2 separate regions of the Mus musculus genome follow, and region 1 is linked to region 2. A link is a contact called in public HiChIP or PLAC-seq data. All regions are on one chromosome and are shown on one strand. The core of a region is the stretch at or near the end of the contact, and the rest is flanking DNA. Distances in the headings are between cores, read along the strand shown. Region 1 has its middle 7.9 kb from the start of Gm39228. Region 2 overlaps Ogfod1 (2-oxoglutarate and iron-dependent oxygenase domain containing 1).

Region 1 (2,923 bases), core at 160-2,659, 120 kb after region 2:
TGTCTTGGGGACATGTCTTAGGATGACATGTGGCCAAGTCCCATGTCTCATCATGGGGAGCACACGGGGCTGCCATGAACCTGAATGTGTCTAGAACAGTCCCTGGCACATATCAGGGACTCAGGACTCTCTCCCTCTCATCCAGCCATGGTGTGTGGCAGTCAGCAGGCAATCTATAAGTGTGCTCTAAGTTAAATGAGCATGTATCGGATACTGTCTGCCAGTCACATACTAATCAGGTCCAACCCCACTCAGCTTCCAAGAGGAGAGGAAATATAAATATAACAGACCCCCTGATAGAAGTCTTCAAGGCTCTGTTTCCTCCAGAACAACCCAGTCCTAAAAGATGAGGACAAGGGGCTGTGAGGTCAAAGAGATGCAGACACATCTAGAATTAACGAGTGACAATTACTGGGGGAATTTACGGACAGAAGTGTGGACCCAGGCACCAGAATGTCCAATTTGGCATCCCACATTTTGACTCAGTTGGGAGTTTAAAGGCTTGAACAAAAGTGACTTGACACTACTGGAAGGTAGCTGGCTTATCTTAAGATGATCATGAAGAGCCGGGTGCATCCTGCCAGTCTGACTGCAAAGTCTCATAAATGACTCCACCTTATCAACTCATGGTTTGCTAAGAAATTGTGCAGTGACCACTAACTAGGGTTACTCCAGGATAGTCACAGGGATAATCAAGATGGCTACAGTCCTGGCAAGCTGCACCTACATCGTGTTATTTGGGGATCAGTTACCACGTCAGAGCGTTGCTTCTGAGCTGGACCACTACAGTTTGAACATCTCCATCTTTAAATGGCTCCATTCCTGTCCCCCCCCCCCCCCGACTTTAGGGTAGTTGGTATGGAATAAGCTAAGACAGATGTGTGGGCCTCTTGGGAGAAGCCACGAGGTCAGAAGACATCTCTACTTGTTGGAAGACCCTACAATTAAGGTCGGCAGTCCACCATGTCCAGATAGGTTCTGAGCTTGGCACAAAGTGGAGGACTACCTTTCTCTGTGGGGCTTTCCCTTCTTTGCCTGACCTTATCTGGAGAGCAAGACCCTGCACATATCCTCTACCCCTGGAAAGTCATGTAGTCCGTGGCCAAGGTTCAACTTCCATCTCTCCCATTAAGAACCTGCCTCCAAAGCACCTGGAATTCCTCTCCATGTAAATGAAGCATTCCGATTCCCACCCCCTACCCCCCACCCCCGCCACAGCCAATAATTTACTCTCACCCTGAAAACCACTCCTCACAGTTCATATGACCTTTGTTCACCTCTAATTTAAAGGAGCAAGCAGTTTCGCTGCAGGTCATCTGCTAAGAAAGCTGAGTCACTGAACACCATGTAAAAGAGCTCTAACTCTGAAATCCTCGGAGAAGCCCCGCCCCCAACTCACAGCTGGACCGAGATCCTGCTGACGCAACCCTTCCGGGTTCCGTCCGCTTCATGCCCCCATCCTGACCCCCGGAGTGTGCAGTGGTGCTTAGACACCCCGAGGGAGGAAGCGGAACTCAGAACCGCACCAATCACGCTGTTTATTACACTTAGGGGGAGTGTGTGCGCACATTCATGTGCATGTGGCATGACAAGTGTATGCACGGCAGAGATCATTTTTAGGAGGTAGTTCTCGCCCACCATGTCCTAGGGATCAAATTCAGATCGCCCAGTTTGGCTAAAAGGTACCTTCACCCACTGAGCCATCTTTAAGGCCCTCACTCACTCCTTCACGTGACCACGTCTTGCCCACAGCAGGGAAACTGTCGGTGGATGAGCGGAGGAAGCAGGAAGTTAAGTCTGAGGGCTTGGCATGATACCCTATCCAACCCTATATAATCCATAGTAGTTCAAAAGAGAGAAACCAGTTAGATTCTCTCTTCTGAAGAGTGTAAATTCAAAATGCACGTGGAGCATCTAACAAAAGGGCCCCCAGGGCGTGTGTGTAACTAGAGTGACATGTGTGACTGTAAAGAACCTATTCTAAATGGCAGCCACAAGAACTGGTGGGCCAAGCCTGGGACTTGCGTTTCCATGGGAAATGCTGTATATCTCATTTTTCAAGGGATGCGGGGTGGCTGGACATCTTCTGAGAGGGCACCCACCGTACTGTGTGAATTCTGAAAGCAAGCCCTATACCATCTGGGATTCTCTGGGCACAAGCTGCAGGGGTGAGGTCTAGGTAAATTAGGCAAGGCAAATTCATTAAAAAAGGACTTCGGGATCCATGAGGTTGACAGGAATAGCGGAAAACTAGACTTAGAAAATGATAAACCGGGCTGGAGAGTTGGCTCAGCGGTTAATAGAGCACTGACTGCTCTCCCAGAGGTCCTGAGTTCAAATCCCAGCAACCACATGGTGGCTCACAACCACCTGTAATGAGATCTGATGCCCTCTTCAGGTGTGTCTGAAAAAAGTTACAGTGTACTTACATAAATAAAGAAAAAAGAAAAAAAAAAGATGTTAGGCCTTGGTCAGAAGGGTAAAGAAGAAGCCTGGGTTCGCCATTTTTGTCACCTAGTGGTGGCTTCTCTTTTTATTGTCTGCCTCTCAGGGCTCTATCTGACTTCTAGACCCTCACCAGCATTTAAGAGGCTTAGGCAGGAGGATTGCAACACGTTCAATCTAGCCTAGACTACATGGTGAGTTCCAGGCTAGCCTAGCCTAGGCTACAGAATGAGACACTCAAGGGGGGAAAAAAAAGGGCCAGGCACAGTAGCACATGCCTTTGATCCCAGCACTCAGTAGACAGAGGCAGACAGATCTCTGAGTTCTAGGCTAGCCTGCACTACATAGAGATAGTAAGGACCAGGCCAGCTGAGACTACACAATGAGACCTTGTCTAAGAGAGAGAGCAGGAGTTCCAGAGAGTGAGAGTATAGCAGTTGCGTGTGGCCAGGTGACAGGCTGTGTCTCATGCACAGCC
Region 2 (2,863 bases), core at 139-2,638:
CTCTCTTCCCTCTCTCCTGTTGGGTAAATACAAGGTTGTAAGGCACTTTGTCAGGCTGGGCTCAGAGGGAGCCACTAAGGCCGCCGCTGCAGACAAGAATGAAAACAGTTTTCAGTGGCTCCTTAAGAATAAAAAGGAGCAGCCAGAGATGCGTTTGGAGATCTGTATTCCAGCTAATGCTACCCCAACTGATAGACTGCCTTTAGATTTGTTTTCCCTTAATATAAATGTTTACACATACATTTGAGTGATAAAAAAAAATGGATGTCTGTATTTTTTGTTTTCCCCACAAAATAAAAGTGTTTGTGCATTTCTGCTATGGTGGTAATTTATAAACAACAACAAGGAAGACCAGTGCCTTTTATTTTTAATGAAAAAGTAGGTACTCCATTTTAAATTTCAGTAACAATTTCGGGGGGAATAAATTCATACACTAACTTTATGTACAAAAACAAGTTAAATTCTGAAATGGTGATATATTTTAAGATACAAATCAGCAACACCACTGATATCAATGAAGGAGGCTTTCAGCCGGAGTGCTTTGTCCTTAGCTGTATCAGTTAGCATGGTTTCATCCTTAGCAGCTGGATGCCCAGGCTGTGATCGGGAGCCAGCCAGGCTCCGTGTCTAGACCTTTTGCAGGGGCTTCCTTCCTCTTTCCCTGTCTCCTATGAAGGAGCAGTGCCCACTCGCATGATTCTGAAGAGGGTGTTGATGTTGTTGCTTCGAATCGCATCCCGACAAGCACTGATCACCTGGTTCTTTGGCTTTCCAACTGTGTGAGAAAAAACATTGAGTCGGTGCTTCCCAAAATATGATTAAAAGGGAAATTAGAGATTCAAAGCCAAGCCAGGTTGGTGGCGCACGCCTTTAATCCCAGCATTCTGGAGGCAGAGGCAGGCAGATCTTTGAGTTCAAGGCCAGCCTGGTCTACAGAGTGAGTTCCAGGATAGCCAGGGCTAAACAGAGAAACCCTGTCTGAAAGAAAAGAGGTGGGGGGTAAGGACAGTTTGAAGACAGCATAAAACCAGGGTAGAAAAGAATTACATATACATATACATAGCTAACTTGCTACCTCCTGCAGGGTGTGGTAGCTCACGTCTTTAATCCCAGCACTCGGGAGGTAGAGGCAGGTGGATCTCTGAGTTCGAGGCCAGCCTGGTCTACAAAGTGAGTTCCAGGACAGCCAGGGTTATACAGAGAAACTCTGTCTCGAAAAAAAAACAAAAACAACAAAAAAACAAAAAAAACAAAAAAAACTTGCTACCTTCTAGGAAAGACAGAATTTATTACAAAAAAACTTAGAGGTCATCCCAAGCCAGAATCAAAGTAGGTTTGTAGAGATGACTCAGCTTGCACTCCTAACAAAGGCAGCTTGATCGAAGCAGCGGAATCAGCAGCTCTCCGGCCGCATTTCCATTTCCTGTGGCCTATCCCACAACTCTCTACGCTTCCAAGATGGATGCTTGCCCAAGTTATTTTCAGTTGTTGGTTTTTTTTTGTTTTGTTTTGTTTTTTTCCGTCCCTAACTTACAAAGTTATTTTCTTCCTTTGGATTATAAAACTAAGTTTTCCTTTAGGACAGTGGTTCTCAACCTTCCTAATGCTGCAACCCTGTGATATAGTTAATTCTTCATGTTGTGGTTACCCCCAACCATAAAATTATTTCTTTGCTACTCATAACCACTTTTGCTACTGTTATAAATTGTAATTTTCTGATATGTGACCTCCAGAGAGGTCACACCCCACAGGGTGATAATTGCTGCTTTAGCAGCTACAGCAAGATCTTAGAAAAGGAATTTAGGGTTTTATTCCTTTTTTTCTTTTTTTTGGATTTTGGTTTTTCGAGACAGGGTTTCTCTGTGTAGCCCTGGCTGTCCTGGAACTCACTCTGTAGACCAGGCTGGCCTCGAACTCAGAAATCCGCCTGCCTCTGCCTCCCAAGTGCTGGGATTAAAGGCGTGAGCCACCACGCCCGGCTATTTATTTATTTATTGAGACAGGGTTTCTTCATGTAGCCTTGGCTGTCCTGGGACTCATTCTGTAGGTCAGGCTGGCCTATACTAACAAGAGATCTGCCTGCTTCTTCTACCTCTTAAGTGCTGGGATTAAAGGTGTATGCCACCATGCCCTGCAAGGCTTTATTTCTTTAAAAAACAGAACAATAAAACCAAAAATCTGTCTAGAGAAAACTAAAGTCCTGGGTTGAGTAGTAGAAGCCAGGGCCAGCTCTGGAGTGTTGAAGGAAGGCTGCTTTGGGCTTCAGTGTGAGTTTTATAATGTATCCACAATCTTCTGTGACCCTCATGTTTTCAAAATACCATAGGCAAATCAGGTACCAGGGAAAGACTTACCGCGCAGACGGCCTGCTCTTTGGATTGCTTGGTTCACCGCCTTCAGGTTTCCTAGCAGTTCTGTGTGGTTGTTACAGCGAATCTTGTATCCATTCAGCAAATCTTTATTAAGGTCATAGAGCTCCATGTAACGACTCTTCATTGTTTTCCTGTGTAAATCAATAGAAGCCTGGCATCAACACTCAACAAGCCTCTGACTCACTGAAAAGGAGAATAGCCAAGCATGATGGCGCACAGTTCAAAGCCAGCCTGGGCCACTAGTGAGAGCCTGGGCTCAAAAGAATGGAAGGAAGGGAGGGAGGGAGGGAGAGGGTGGGGCAAGAGAGGGGGCGAGGGCAGGGCAGGGCAGGGCAGGGCAGGGCAGGGCAGGGCAGGCAGGCACATTTTTAGTTGTATTCTCACTAATACAGACTAATTACTGCTTTGAAAACATCCAAAAGTTTCCTTAAACATACCCTCTCTTTTTTCCCAGATAAATAGAAAACAAGTGATCTTTTTGAGTAATTGGT

Evidence for each region. HiChIP or PLAC-seq counts read pairs in DNA pulled down with a chosen protein or histone mark.
Region 1: a contact with region 2 is called in an H3K27ac HiChIP or PLAC-seq map of embryonic stem cells, with 7 read pairs. The contact joins two enhancer-like sites. A contact is called at or near these places in 13 of 484 Hi-C or Micro-C datasets (the C2C12 cell line, Th2 cells, bone marrow-derived macrophages and 10 more), 9 of 115 datasets of contacts at active chromatin or transcription factors (bone marrow-derived macrophages, craniofacial prominence, embryonic stem cells and 1 more) and 4 of 9 other capture datasets (adipose tissue, embryonic stem cells, liver and 1 more).

Annotation. Positions count from the first base shown.
Region 1 is chr8:94,189,877-94,192,799 of GRCm38.p6, forward strand. No RefSeq gene overlaps it. Among named protein-coding and RNA genes, the nearest start is that of Gm39228, 7.9 kb to the left of the region's middle. Within about 2 kb of position 1,410, at least 150 of the 459 cell types and tissues checked have an H3K27ac peak or open chromatin away from gene starts, as enhancers often do. A contact at or near this core is called in embryonic stem cells, where this site is marked.
Region 2 is chr8:94,067,608-94,070,470 of GRCm38.p6, forward strand. It overlaps Ogfod1 (2-oxoglutarate and iron-dependent oxygenase domain containing 1), which reads left to right. Exons shown (of 13, transcript NM_177767.4): 13 at 1-315. It overlaps Bbs2 (Bardet-Biedl syndrome 2 (human)), which reads right to left. Exons shown (of 17, transcript NM_026116.3): 16 at 2,355-2,503; 17 at 345-775. The coding sequence ends at 669. Among named protein-coding and RNA genes, the nearest start is that of Bbs2, 29 kb to the right of the region's middle. Within about 2 kb of position 1,389, at least 7 of the 459 cell types and tissues checked have an H3K27ac peak or open chromatin away from gene starts, as enhancers often do. A contact at or near this core is called in embryonic stem cells, where this site is marked.